2 separate regions of the Mus musculus genome follow, and region 2 is linked to region 1. The links are chromatin contacts, called in public promoter capture Hi-C maps. All regions are on one chromosome and are shown on one strand. Each heading gives the region's core, a stretch centred on a gene start, on an enhancer-like site or on the middle of the called end of the contact. The rest is flanking DNA. Distances are from core to core; before and after follow the strand shown. Region 1 overlaps Bcas3 (breast carcinoma amplified sequence 3). Region 2 overlaps Tbx4 (T-box 4).

Region 1 (7,205 bases), core at 3,450-5,949:
TCTTAGGCTCAGTGGCCAGCCTAGCCACACTCTCCCCCAACCCATACCCATCAGAGGGTGGGGCCTGGGCGCTAGCTCAGTTTAGGATTACCTTGAATTCTCTGTGTATCTCAATTTGGTTTTGACACTGTGTCAGTCTTCCTACCTTACCTTCTCAGTATTGGGGTTATAATGATATGTCACCATGCCAGAAGCCATTCTGTATCCCTTGGTGATGCCCAGCTCTGCATCTTTCTCCACCTGCCTCTCACATGCTAGGTTTTAGTTGTCTGACACCTTTGCCTGCTTCTTATACCTGCGACAGTCTTTAGGATTTTATCGATCTTTTCTCAGAACCAGCTTTTGATTTCATTGATTTTTTTTTCCCCCATTGATTTCCTTTTTTCAATTTTATTGATTTCATTTCTAATTGATGTTTACTTGTGCCTACTTGCTTTGATTTGGTTCTTTTCTCATTTCATAGGTAGTTTTAAGTTTCACAGTTAGAGCCTCTTTTTCAGCTCTGTGCATTTAGTGGTATGGATTTCACTCTGTGACTGCATACCACTAGCTTCAATTGGTTTTTATTTTCATTTAGTTAAAAATGTTTTCAGGCTCAGCTTGGTGACACATGCTTATAATTCGAGCACTTGTGAGGGTCAGGAGTTCGAGGACAGTGTGGGTTACATTAGACCCTGGCTCAAATAAAAACAGAGAAAATAAACCATAAACAAAATATTTTTTAAAAAATTTGAAACTTTCTTCTTTGAACTTTGTGTTGTTTATAATTTGGTTGCTTAATCTCACTAGTGTTTTGTTATTTTCCAGATGTCCTGCTGTTACTAATTTCTTATGTCGTTCCATTGTAAGTGGGTTTCTGTGGTTTCTGTTCCCTTAAGCTTGTTTAGGTGTATTTATCATCTATAAGGTGAATACCTCAAGTTTCACAGTTTCTTTATCAAGCACAGTGTCACTAAACCTAACCTCAGGGTGGCAGGAGATTGGTTCTTCCTGTATTTAGAATTAAGTTAAGGATTTGTCTTCCTCAGAGATGCTGAGATGAGTCTCTGCATCTAATTGGTGTTGTGTGCTGTCTTATCTGCCTCTGTACATGACACATTCAGGATCTCACTTGAGAATCATCTGGCATCACAAACTCATAGTAAATGCTGTTAGCTTATATACTTGGTTTGGGGCTGACTGGCATATGCACAGGTTGCCTTCATGCTTTTCATTCATGAGCTACATAAATCTCTTATTTCAGTTCTCTATTAGATTGGCTCACATCAATGGCTCACCAGAGTGGGAACAAAAAGAACCCTCATACTTTGCTAGTGGACTTGTGAAGTGATGTGACAACGTTGGAAAACAGTCTTGCTAATCTATGAAAGCTGTGTTTATGCCTTCCTCTGTGTTTTACAAACACTATTGATTTGTGTTGTGTATCCTGCCTGCTTGTATGTGTGTACATCATTTGTACAAACTTGTGCTCATAGAGGGCATTGGATCCCCTGGGACTGAGGTTACAGATAGCTGTGAGAAATCAGGTTGGTGTTAGGAATCAAACCTGAGTCCTCTTTGAGAGCGGTCAGTGATTTTAACTGGAGCCTTGTTTCATGCTCTGGTCTTTATTTTCTTATTTTATTTTTAAAAGATTTATTTTATTTATATGAGTATGTAGCTGTCTTCATACACACCAGAAGAGGGCATCGGATCCCATTACAGATGGTTGTGAGCCACCCTGTGGTTGCTGGGATTTGAACTCAGGACCTCTGGAATAGTAGTCAGTACTCTTAACCACCGAACCATCTCTCCAGCCCCTGCTTTTTATTTATTTTATTTTATTTTTACATCGAGACAGGGCTCACTGTGTAACCCTGGCTGGCCTGGAACTCAATGGTTCACCTGCCTCTGCCTCTTGAATGCTGAGTTTAATGGCATGTTTTACCATGCCTGACATATTTTTAATTTTTATTTAAGCATCTCTGTATTTGTGTATACATGGTGATATCCACAAAAGCCAACAAAAGGCATCAGATATTCTATTACAAGAACTGTGTATGAGTGCTGGGAATGAAACTCTGGTCTTCTGCAAGAGCAATAAGTGGTCTTAATTCCCGAGAGGTCTCTCCAGCCCCTTGATCATCTTGAAAATGGAAGCAACTATATTGATAGGTCTCTGCAGAGGGCTACATACACATATTCACTGGAGCCATCTGCAGTAATATCACAGTTGTGTAATCTGTGTACTAGGTACGACTGTAAAACAGTACAGATGGCCTAGATCTTATTTAACTGTAACTAAGGAACAAATTGGGAACTTGTTATAGGTAGTTCAGAGGACAGTGTGAAGATCTGGAGGCAGTTAGGGATGTGGACATTCAATCTAATAAATGCAAACCTCATTAATATCCTCTTTGTAATAACACGCGTTTGGGCTGGAAAGTAGCTCACTGGACAGTGACTGCCCAGCAGGAGCAGTGGGCTTGCCTTCCTATCTGGGATCAGTCTCCAGTGTCCTCCCTTCCCCGTCAAAGGTTAAAGCAGGCTAAAAAATACTAACAACAGTAAGCTTTTTGTACTCTGGTCTTCCTGTGTCGCCAAATATGGCTTTTAGCTTATATGTAAGAGATTCTCCTGCTACAGCCTCTCGATTGCTACAGGTGCAGGCACTGCTCCTGTAGCAGGTTCAGAGCAGGTCAAGTTGTCTTTTTACCAAAGTTTATTTGCATGTCTGTTTAGCAAGAAGTTGCAGGGCAAGAGATGTGGCTCATGGTTGAGTCCTTCCTGGTGTGTACAAGGTCCTGGGTTCAATTTCTAAAAACTCAAAGAACCATTACTGTCAGTTTTTGATATTTAGTATTGTACAGTATTGTAAAATAGCACAAATAAAGTGGTATAGATTGCTGTAAATTAGATGACATCATGGTGGCCTGGCAGGTAGTCCACTGGAAGAATTAGTGAATTCTTATATAATTTTTCTTGATTTGTTTGTACGATTGTTTGGTGGAATTAGATATTGATCCTAGGGCCTCACGTTACATAATCATCCCCACACTGCGCTGTATCCTCGCACTGTTTATTAACAATGTTGTTTTTGAGATAGGTTCTCACTAAGTCGCCTTGGTGATTTTTGATGCCACTCTGTATAGTCCAGCAGGCAGAGCCTGAACCTGTGACCAAGAAACACAAGACTTGGGTCTTCTGAGTAAGATCACAGTAATGCTCATCAGCCCAGCTGCCTTTGTTTGGTTTTCGTTTTTTGAGACAAGATTTTGTTCCACAGCCCAGGTTGCCCTTGAAACTGTAATTTCAAAGGTTTCAGCATTCAAGTGCTGGGTTATTGGTGTGTATCATTATGTCCAACTTTCTCTTGTGTTACTGTGGTGGCCAGGAAGCTGGAATTCTGCTGGGTCCAAACTAGAAATGTATTAGAGGCCTGTCAGTGGTGGGATATGTAAAATCATAGTGTTTTCATCCAATGAAAGAAAGACTTGTAATCATATTCATTGACATGAATTAATTTATAATCATAGTAATGTGGAAGAGGTTCTATAAGAGTATACTATATGACCCCAGTTACACTGTGTCCAGTAATGCAAATGTGTGCCCAGTCTTGAAAGTTAAGATTGTGGCTATAACCGGGGAGGGATGTGGCAAGCCTTCTGAAGCCTTGTAACTTTTTGTTGTTTTATTTATTAATTTTTTTGGAGATAGAGTGTCAACTTTTAGTCTGAGCTGGTGTGAAATTTCTTGTATAGGCAAGCTTGGCTTCCAAGATGTGGTCAAGATTCGCCTGCCTCTGCATTTGTTACCAGCCTAATTTTTTTGAGGTGTATGTCAGTAGCATAGATGCTTTATGGAACATTCATTAGCCTGTACATGTATAACTGATGACACGTACATTTTAAATAGAAAGCTGTCTGTCAGTAGAGTTTGCCAAAAAAGTCTTTGGATTCTAGTTCTCTGTCTCTGTAGAGCAGAGCACTGTGTGTGTCCTGGGGCTCACCCGGGATCCATTCTGTTGTCCGTGACACGCCAGGGTTTCAGAGCAGGCTGGCTCTCAGAGGTCTCCCAGATGATTCTGTGTGTGGATCGCTGTCTTTTGCACTGTAATTTCCTTTTCCTTAGGTTGAGTTGTGAGATTCTAAACTTGTATTCCCCAACTCCCTTCCAGTTTGGTATGTAATTTGCATATTTTCACCATGCGAAAGCTATTTTCTATGGTTGGAAAAGATTTTTTTTCCTACAGTGTGAACAAATCATTCTTTGTTCTCCTTATTGTGCCTTCAAACTGGTACGTCCGGTTTATGCCCTAAACAACAAAAGTCTGTCATCAGAAATTAAATGCCAGCAGGACAAAGGCGGAGACCAGGAGGAACTCTGGGAGGGAGCGGCCTCCTGTGTACCCTCCTCTCCAGCCTGGAGTCCTGGGTCCACTCTCTCGTGCCCCTGCTGTTCAGTTTAGAAGTAAGCTTGCAGCTCACTTTTCAGGCCACACGCTCTCCCTCATTGAGATTCTTTGCCATTTTCTAAGATCTTTTTTTCTGGGAAACCCAAAAGTAGTTTTGACTGAGTTAACCTTGTTTTGGTATTTATTTGAAAGCAAAGTTACCCATGAACATGCTGGATGAAAGTATTAGAGGCAGCTGGGAGCCATCCCCGTCTGTGTGCTTTCTGATGTGAAGGCCCTGTCTGGCTATGCCGAGTAGTGCTGTCTGCGCGCAGTGTTGTTCTCATGTAGGATTTTCACGGATGGTTGGAGGGTTCTTTCCCGGGAGGCTGATACTTGCGACTTACGTTCTGCAGTTAGAACTATGCTTCTGATTTCAGCAGCATAGAGTCAGGCGTCTAGGATGTCCCCAGCTCTCTGTGTATGGCACAGTGCCTCCTCCATTCCCTTTCCTAGGCTGTACCTGAGGATTCTAGCTCAGCTCCCCAACTCAGTGCGGGCTCCCGCAGTGAATGTGGGGGTGCATTTTTGTTATCCTCCTGGTTTTTGTTCTCACCTGTTGCTGTACATGTAAAGATGTGTTCAGGTTAGAATAAGGAGGTTGCTTTGTTTTGAAAATTGTTTTATTGTAAAGCTTCATGTGTTTGGATTTTTTCTATGTTTTCTGCTCTAGTGTATTAAATTCAGTGAGGACAAACGTATTGCAATTATGTTGAGAGATCTTAAAACAATAGTATATTGGAGCACAGAGGCTCAGGGTAATAAGATTATATTTTTTAACGTTAGAATTTTGTTAGATCGAGCCACAAATGCCTGCTCAGGCCCATGGAAATGAAAGCACAGAACAGGAGATTTCGTGTTCACATTGTAGTTTGTTATGTGTGTAAATTTCACAAGTGCGATTTTTCATTACCCTTCTTATTACAACTGTAAGTTTTACCTTATTTTTAATTCTATGAAAATAGACTTATTTTTTTATCTTTACTGTATTTTCAAAATGTAATTGCTTACTCAACATTCTCTGCTTTGCCCTTCTTTGTTTATTCTCAAGAGGTGGAGACTCAGAACTTAACAACACATCTTTAATAGAAGTAGGCAATACCATTTCTTAGTCCATTCATATATGTGTGTCTAGAAACCAAAGAAGTGGTACATTTTAAGATTTCAGAAAAATGTTTGATTGCTGCATTGGGTGGAAGATTTCACCAAATAATTTCTTCCAGTTTTTTATTAAACAGTTTCCTTCTTATCTGTTGTTATAAGATGGAGACTTGAGAGCCCCACTGTGTTTTGCTCATGGATTTTGTTACCGAAATGAAAGGCTTGTGGAGCCCTGCAACCCAGGCCTGCTTTCTGACTTCTTAGAGCCTTTGGGTAGGTGGTGCTGTTGTAGCACTGTCTGGGCTGGGGTTCCTCATGGGAATATTTACAGGAAAGGAAAACCCTGCAGCTCACAGCTCTAAAGGGTACATAGGAGAGCCGCGGAAGATGTGAGTTCTTTCTCTCTGTAAGAGCTCCTCTGAATATATGTTTACTTTGGAAGGTTGGCCAGCCCTTTATAATGGATAGATTCTTGGAATTCTAAGCCACTTGTTGAGGAAAGCCTATTAGAAAATCAACAGTGTGAATCTTCTATGAGATACTTCTTTTGTCTATTAGATTTCTTGAGTCTTTAGGACCAGTTTTATAATGTGTACAGTTTTTTATGATGTTGTATATTTTTTCCATCAAACATTGGGTAGTTACTGCAGTGTGTTAGAGACCCTATTAATAACACCTCCCACAGTCAGCCTAGAAAATTGTTACTTGCTAATTCTATTTTAATGTGCTCATCAGATCAACCAGTAGTTGAAAGGCATTTTTTAAAAACTTGATGCACACTCACATACCCCCTTTGCCATTTGGACAAACAGAATACTAATGTCTTTATGTCCAAGCATTGAATCTGACCTTACCAAGGGAATGGACAAAGTGGTTGATCTTTGTTTATATTAGAAGAGATGACTTCCAAAGTTGCTCACAACTTTATTATTCCCTTATTTACAGAATATTGCAGTCTGGGAGGTCCTGGTTTTTTGTTTGTTTGTTTTTATTGTTCTTAGTAGCCATTTTTGTAATCACAAAAGAACGTAGCTGATAGATTGGAATGATTTACTGAGAGTAACAGTTCTGGAAAGATAATTGCCTGTAATGACCAAACGTGAATATTGCAGAACAGTCTTGTAGCTCCCCGGCCCTAACATGGAGAGTGAGCGCAGGGACTGCACGGACTCCTCATGGCTTAATGCGGAGAAATCACACACTTACAGAACATACTTTTTTCCAAGTTCATACTAAGAAAGAATTCTAACGTTTTCCTGAAAATGCTTACGGTGGTTTAAGATAGTGATGTATTTGATGTGCACGAGGGGCCTATGATCCTAAAGTGTTTTTTGTGTGTGTGTGTTTCTAGCTATTCACAACAAAATTTCGATGTTGTTTTTGCCTAATAGCATTGTGACCCACAGTTTAATTAATATACTGAGATATTTTCTGCTTTCCCTTATGCAGATCAGCGGGGAAGCCCAGGAGCTCTTCTCTGTACGACATGGTCCAGTCCGAGCAGCTAGAATCTTGCCTGCTCCACAGTTGGGTGAGTGTAGCCCTTAAGAAAAAGCAAGTCACACGGTTTCTCTTTTGTTGGTTTTGGACTACAGACAGCAAGCCTGATAACCCAGGGCTGCTGTGCTGCAAAGGTCCATTCTGCCTCTCTCCTCCCCCAAGACAAACCCTT
Region 2 (7,205 bases), core at 2,304-4,803, 520 kb after region 1:
CACTGAGGGTTGAGGCAGTAACATCTTGGCCTTAATTTGCTGGCTAGTTCTGACAGATGTGGTCTCTGGGCCTGGTTCGACCTGGCAGTTGTTTCTGCTTTCCTGGGCCAAGGTTGCACTAGTCTGAGAAATGCCAGTGTGAACAAGGGCCGCTCTGCATCCCGAGAGTCCGGTTGGCAAAGGATCAGAGCCGAGTGCTGCCCGATGCAGCACATCCCTCGGTGTCCAGGGATGTGGTGTCCCCCTTGGCCTTTGGCAAGGGTCCATAAATTGACCGCTTCTTGGTCATTGCCACCTTATAAAAGCTGCAGCTTATTCAAATGGTTCTGGGAGTGCCAGGCAACATGGGGGACCAGGGTGGGTGCTGAGTGAAAAGGGCAGGATGTCCTGGCATGTGGGGGTGGGGCTGGGGAGGACACCAGGCCCTGGGCTGGCGGGAACGGCCTCTTTCTGAGCACTTCTCTCTCTTTCGGCAGACAGTGCCCGCCACCTGGACTTGCCCTGCAAGCGATCCTACCTGGAAACCCCCTCTTCAGTGGGGGACGATCACTATTTCCGTTCTCCCCCTCCCTACGACCAGCAGATGCTGAGCCCTTCTTATTGCAGTGAGGTGACCCCCAGAGAAGCCTGTATGTACTCGAGTTCGGGGCCTGAGATCGCAGGGGTGTCAGCCGTGGACGACCTGCCCCCACCCCCACTGAGCTGTAACATGTGGACGTCGGTGTCGCCATACACCAGCTACAGCGTTCAGACCATGGAGACTGTGCCTTACCAGCCCTTCCCCGCACACTTTACTGCCACCACAGTGATGCCTCGGCTGCCCACCATCGCCGCCCAGAGCGCCCAGCCACCAGGAAATGCCCACTTTAGTGTGTACAATCAGCTATCCCAGTCTCAGGTCCGAGAGCGGGGGCCCTCTGCTTCCTTCCCTAGAGAGCGTGGCCTCCCTGGGATGTGTGAGAGGAAGCCACCCTCACCTCACCTGAACACTGCCAACGAGTTCCTCTACTCACAGAGCTTCTCCTTGACCCGGGAGTCATCCTTACAGTATCATTCAGGGATGGGGACTGTGGAGAACTGGACCGATGGATGACGAGACTACCTGTATCCTTAACAGCCCCAGGGCCATGTCAATCCAGTGTTAATCTCTGTGGGTGGCCAGCACTGCCAAGAAACATGGAAAGGTATTTCAGAATGTGTGTGTGTGTGTGTGTGTGTGTGTGTGGTGTGTGCGCGTGCTTGAACTTCTACACACATGTGGTCAGAGAGCATCTGTCTTCTGACATGCAACTAAGGCCAAAACAAGAAAAAAATGCAATTATCTAAGAAGTGACTTTGGCTACAGGAGCCGAGTCCACCATTAGCTGACATCTCTTGGCATGCCCTGGGTGGGATAGAAGTAGAGGGCTCAGGAGTCACCTGGAGCTTTCTGAAATGTACTTTGGTTTTACTCAGGGGCCAAGTGAGATCTCTGGCACAGGGAGGGCCTTTCTTTTGCCTGGGTAGGGGTGGGGTATCCATGCTTACCATAGACTCCCTGGTCTTCCACCAGCACGGGGAGCTGCCACTTTGGGGAACAGAAGCACCCCCTTCCCTTAGCTTCTGGAGATTGTGTTGATACTACCTGAGCCTTAGAGTGTTTTGAGAGTGGAGTTGGCCTGGACTTGGATTCTTGAAGCCCCAGGGTCTGAAGCATGACTTTCAAAAAGGAGTCATGCGCCATCACCTCATGATTCGTACAGAGTCCCTCCCCTCCCAGTGCTAGCATGTGGCCTCCCTCTCAGCCTGGGAGACACCGTCTGCATCCCAGGATGGGCAGTCAGACGCCCCTTACCCGGCAGTGTCCCTTGGAGATCTCACTGGACTGATGTCACATATCCGCTGGACTGGCTCTGCTCCCAGAAAACCTACATACATGCCTGGAGCGAGGATGCCGGCTGGCAGAAGATGGACAGCTGAGAGAAAGTACTTGAGTGTTCAAGCTCAGAGGAGCATATCATCCCTTCAGAGTAGGGAGGGGAGTATCCTTGGTCCATCAGCATCACACGTCACCAGAACGTCAGGGCGGCCGGTATGAACTCTGGAGATCACTAAACTCTTTGCATGCTGAATAGCTATTTATATATTATATAAATAAATAAATATATAAATAAATATATATCTCACAAATGCGGGCCACATGTCAAATTCAGCTTTGCTTTTTTTACAAATAAACTTACTGAAAACAAATGCTGAAGGAAGTATTTGGAAAGACATCTATTTAAATTTTTATTACGTTTGATGTTAAAGATAAAACATATATATATATTATAAATGCACACTGCAGATAAAGCTTTATTAGAAAACACACTAGCTGACAGGCGGTATGAAACTTCAAGTGTTTTTGATATATAGCATGGACATTTTGTTTTGCATATTGGAACATAAAGCCATCTTACAACTGTGAAGTGTGTGTTTGTCCTTTGTTAACATCTTGCCGTTGCCTGGCAATAGTGTCTGCCTTTCCTTTCAAGTGGGTGGGGCCTCGGTGCCTCTCTGTTTGTAACCATGGGCCCTCAGAGTGAAGTTCGTTCAAAGTCTCCTCCATCTCGTGTTCCTCCCTGGGTTACGGGGCTAGGTTCACAAAGACCCCTGAAAAGCAGAACAGGCAGGCAGTGTGGCTCTCATCTCTGTTAACATCAGCACAAGCCTGCAGTTGGGGGGGGGGACCGTCTCCTAAGTAGAGAGCCTCTGATGCTCTTTGTGCACTTGTTTCTGAAGAGTAACTGTAGCTTTGAGCCTCGGTCTGGCACTTCCTGGGGCAGCTGGCTGTGCGAAGCTGTCAGCCAACTTCATCCTCATAAATATGAAGAGAAACCCTGGCCTCAGGATGGAGGGATTGAGGGAGAGGAACTCCAACTTGGGCTTTTGCCACATCAGGTGAAGAAAAGGAACCCGCAGAGAGGTGACAGCCATGCATGGACAAGTGTCTATGTGACTCTCACCCACACGCTCGTCCATCCCCTAAAATGTTCTCTCCAGCACCATGGTCTCCACTTAAGATGGTCATGAAACTCAGAGAGGCCAGAAGAGGGATGCTTTTAAGGCCTCTTGCCCTGGCTCTGCCTTGTGGCTCTGTGGGACCTCTGGTCGGCAGCTTTGTATTACTCCCTCACAGACAAAACCTGGATTTGGCTCAGGGACAGGGAAGATGGCTCTTCACTCCCAGGTCCCTGCCTGTATCTTTCCAAAGATGGTACCCTGCCAGGATGCTCCCCGCCCCCCCCCCCCCCCCTGGAACTCGGAGGGCTGGGTGTGCGTTCCTAGATTCTCTCTAAGCACCTACTCGGCTCAGTAAGAGAATCGTCTCAAAAGAGGTGTTCAGCTTTGAGCAGCCCACAGAGTCCTCCTGACTTTCTGGGAAGCATAAGCTACCCTGGCTGCCCCACCTGGGCATGGCAAGAGCAGGGCCTGCAGTGGGATTTGTGGAACTTTTCCTGCCCCTCTGAATCAACAACTCAATAAAAAGGGTGCACATGGGACCCCGTGGAACAAAGGGCACCATTCAGTAGCACCAGCAGGCCATACATCATCGGCTCAGAAGCCTGCCACATGACACTGCCTGCTTCTGCTGTGCCCTGCTTGGGGAGGAAAAAAATAGCCGATTACTGCTCCATTCTGTGGCCAGTAATCCCAGGGTTCCACTATAGCCAAGGGCTCAAGGCCTCGGCCTCGGGCAGCTACCCCACAACCCTCTGCAACGGAAGGTCCTAGAATCACAAAGAAGAAGTTGGGTCAGACTGACAAATTGTTAAAAAACCAAAGCGATTTCTTGCCTCAGCAGGGCCTCGGGGGGTCAAGAGGCCTCTACTGGCTCCTCTAATGGAGCCTGCTAGAGGAGTAGCCATGCAGTGTCTTATCTTACAACATAAAATTAAAACCCACTTAAAAGGCCGGAGGGCATGTTAACATTCCGCCTGCTGTCTAATTGAAGGAGTTCCCAGTGCAAAGGATTTTACTTGAAAGATGTCTCCCTCCAAGCCTGGCTCTCCTGCCTGCTAGGGCAGGGGTGGCAGGGAGGGAGAGATTGTCATTTCAAAGAGCTCAGGCCAGAAAAGCACTGCTTGTGGCCCCCAATGATGGAGGTGGGGCCGGGGCGGGGTGTGTGTGTGTGTGTGTAGGGAAGGGGCAGGTGGTGACAGCCAAGGTTAGAACAGGCTAAGTTTTCTAGTTTTGCAAAATTTACAAATTCATTAGCAGTTATGTCAGCAGAGGCCAGACTCAATTCAGGTAATGATTCAAATATGGTGAGCCCCACAGCCAAAACCTGGCAGCCTCTGTGGCCCAGAGGTTCCTACTCCACCCCCACCCCCAAAGCAACCCCTATGCAAATCTCTCACAGGTCTCCAAGGCATACGGAATCAATCAGGGACATCCTGTCAAGGGTGGTGAACTTGCACTGGCTATCCTGAGTAATGGGAACCAGTCAGCCCCAAGCCGGCTGGGACTGAAAGCCAAGGTGACAGCTATTAAGCAATCGCGCGCAGAACAAAATGGCAGAGGGGCCCGGGTAATCAATTCAATTTCAATGGGCAGCCCTCGCAACTGCAGCGTCTGTCGCTGCCGATTAGAGAAGGCCAGCCTGGAGCTTTCAATGCAAGCCCATCACAGATCAGAAACAGGCCCCGGGATGAAAAGGGAATGGACGTCTCCTGAGGAGCCTGCGATGAAGGACTCTGTTTTATGTGACCGTGTTCTTCCTCCTTTCCTTGAAGAAAGAGAAGGGGGAAAAAAGCCAGCAGTTTGGAGATTAGATAGTTTTCTTTTCAGCCATTCATCATTATGAAGGAAAGTAGACAGGGCAAGAGCAGAAAAAGCTCCAGCGGGATTTCTGCAACGTCTCACTGCGAAGGACCGACTTTATACAGCAGCCCACCAGCCCCTGCCGATTACCGCAGTCTGATGGGGCCTGCAGAGCATCCAGGGTCCCTTTTCTCCAACAATGGCAAACAGGCCCCAGGGCTCTGAGGATCACAGGCATTCTCTTGCAGAAACTCCAAACTGTATCATTTGTGAAAATTAAAGCCTGCGCTAGAATAATGAGGCGGAGAGGGACACGGAGGAGAAAAAGATGGGAGGGTTGTGTGGAGCTCAGCAGGTAGGACACAGGAAGTGCCCACTCCCACTTTTCCTGGACCAAGGTCAGAGCCGCCAGACTCCTCTATTGCATCTGCTGCCTATCAACACTAATCCTAGCCTGATGGCAGCCAGCAGCAAAATTCTAGGTTCAGATTTGGTTGCTCTAGTCTCTGCTATGGGGACCTCTGGACACAGAACAAGGGATGCCCGTAGGCACAGAAGCCAGGAGAGAGCAGCCAGTGTAGGGCTATAGAGAAATGGATGAAGCTAGTGAGCAAGGACACTGGGATGCAGAAATAGGAGGGGAGGGGCCAATCTGGAGGCAATGTTAGAACGGAGAGCTCTCGGCTGGGCTGGGGATGAGGGAGAAAGGGCTGACATAGAGAACCAGAAAGAGAGGTGCCAGCTCTTACAACAAGAATTACAAAGATGATTAAACCAACCTCATAGCAATGCAAAATGCACAGAGTGGCAGATTGCCACTCCTGTCTAACAATTAGTAAAAGAAAGAAAAGAAAGGGGAGCCTTTAATGGTTATTAAACTAGTTTTTATAGTTTAATAACCATTATAATAGACTGCTAGTTTTTCTGGAAAAAGCAATTTGGTAGCCTGGACAATGACTCTAAAAGTATTCGCAGCTTGAGAGAATAGCTGGAGATGAGTTCACAGCGGGATGTCGGATACTGTTCATTGTACTATCAATTTTTTTAAATGTCCCCACCGGCAGAAAACAAATTGGTAAATAATGATTGCTTCGTATTCTGGGATATGATGCTGCCAATGGAATTATAATCACAAAGTCTTTAATGGCACGGGAATGGACTGATAATTAAGTAAATAGGAGAGGCATAATAGAATATGGTCTCCAGAACAGAATAATTAAGTAAATAGGAGAGGCGTAATAGAATATGGTCTCCAGAATATTTAGGTTATAAAAAAAATTGGGGTAGCCAAACTGTATCATTATGTAGTAATTAATAAGTGAATAAAACACACTTTTCTTTTCTTTTCCTTTTCCTTTTTCTTTTCTTTCTTTCTTTCTTTTTTTCTTTTCCCGAGACTGGGTTTCTCTGTGTAGCCCTGGCTGTCCTGGAACTCACTCTGTAGACCAGGCTGAGGCTGTAGAACTCAAAAATCTGCCTGCCTCTGCCTCTGCCTCTGCCTCTGCCTCTGCCTCTGCCTCTGCCTCTGCCTCTGCCTCTGCCTCTGCCTCTGCCTCCCAAGTGCTGGGATTAAAGGCATGCACCACCACTGCCTGGCTGGGCTTCTTTTCTTAGGTGAAAAAAGTGAGTGATGATGTGGTCTCCCATTTTTATACAGCACAGAACCCAGATCAGACCTATGTGTGCGCACATGCACTTTTGTGGGCGTGGCATCCACATGAACGAGCACGAGTCAGAGGTAGATGATGCAGAAAGGACCCATTTCAGAGTTCTCATCCATCTTTCTGTTACAAAAAGCACACAAGCACCCCTGCAATTACAAATATAACAAAAAACAAACAAACAAAAGAAAAGTAAGGTAATTATAGAATTCCTTGCAGAACTAAAACAAACTGCCCAAATGCTGGGAGCAATAGTCGCAGGAAAAGGCCCCTGCTGGAGACTCAACTGGACAGGCTGCCTTGGGGGACTGCCCCACGTCCTTTCTTCTAACTCACTCAGGCCTTCAGTGCTGCTGTTGGGTGATGCCTAGGGCTACAACCTTCTAGCTCATTGAGTATTTGGTCCAACACCATCTATGTGTATAGCTCCTCCCACCAAACATGCCCATGAACCTTAAAGTCCCACCTCATTCTCCTCTCCTGATATCAACTCCTGGGTTGTTTCTACTAAGCACTCAAAGGGCATTCCACCCCACCCTGTTCTGACCCAAGCCAGCACAGTGCACCTTCCTATCCATGTTTTGGGCATGGTACCCAGTCCTTGTGCTCCCTTCAAGCCCATGCTAAATGATGCAGAATCTGCCTCCCAAAGCTCTCTTCCATGTGAGCCTTTCTCTCCGTCCATCAGGCCTAACAGTGTCTCCATCCACTGGCAAATACCTCCATCTGGGCTATCGTCTCCCTTCAGTTAGAGCTTTGGGA

The links. Promoter capture Hi-C pulls out the DNA fragments that hold promoters and counts their contacts.
Region 2: a contact with region 1 is called in a promoter capture Hi-C map of second pharyngeal arch cranial neural crest. The contact joins two enhancer-like sites. A contact is called at or near these places in 3 of 39 promoter capture datasets (the C10 cell line, cranial neural crest and second pharyngeal arch cranial neural crest), 2 of 115 datasets of contacts at active chromatin or transcription factors (embryonic basal ganglia and embryonic stem cells) and 1 of 9 other capture datasets (embryonic stem cells).

The regions. Positions count from the first base shown.
Region 1 is chr11:85,388,357-85,395,561 of GRCm38.p6, forward strand. It overlaps Bcas3 (breast carcinoma amplified sequence 3), which reads left to right. Exons shown (of 24, transcript NM_001166643.1): 6 at 6,983-7,064. Among named protein-coding and RNA genes, the nearest start is that of Bcas3, 39 kb to the left of the region's middle. Within about 2 kb of position 4,700, at least 96 of the 459 cell types and tissues checked have an H3K27ac peak or open chromatin away from gene starts, as enhancers often do.
Region 2 is chr11:85,913,653-85,920,857 of GRCm38.p6, forward strand. Tbx4 (T-box 4) reads left to right here. Exons shown (of 9, transcript NM_011536.3): 9 at 477-2,445. The coding sequence ends at 1,093. Among named protein-coding and RNA genes, the nearest start is that of Tbx4, 31 kb to the left of the region's middle. Within about 2 kb of position 3,554, at least 41 of the 459 cell types and tissues checked have an H3K27ac peak or open chromatin away from gene starts, as enhancers often do.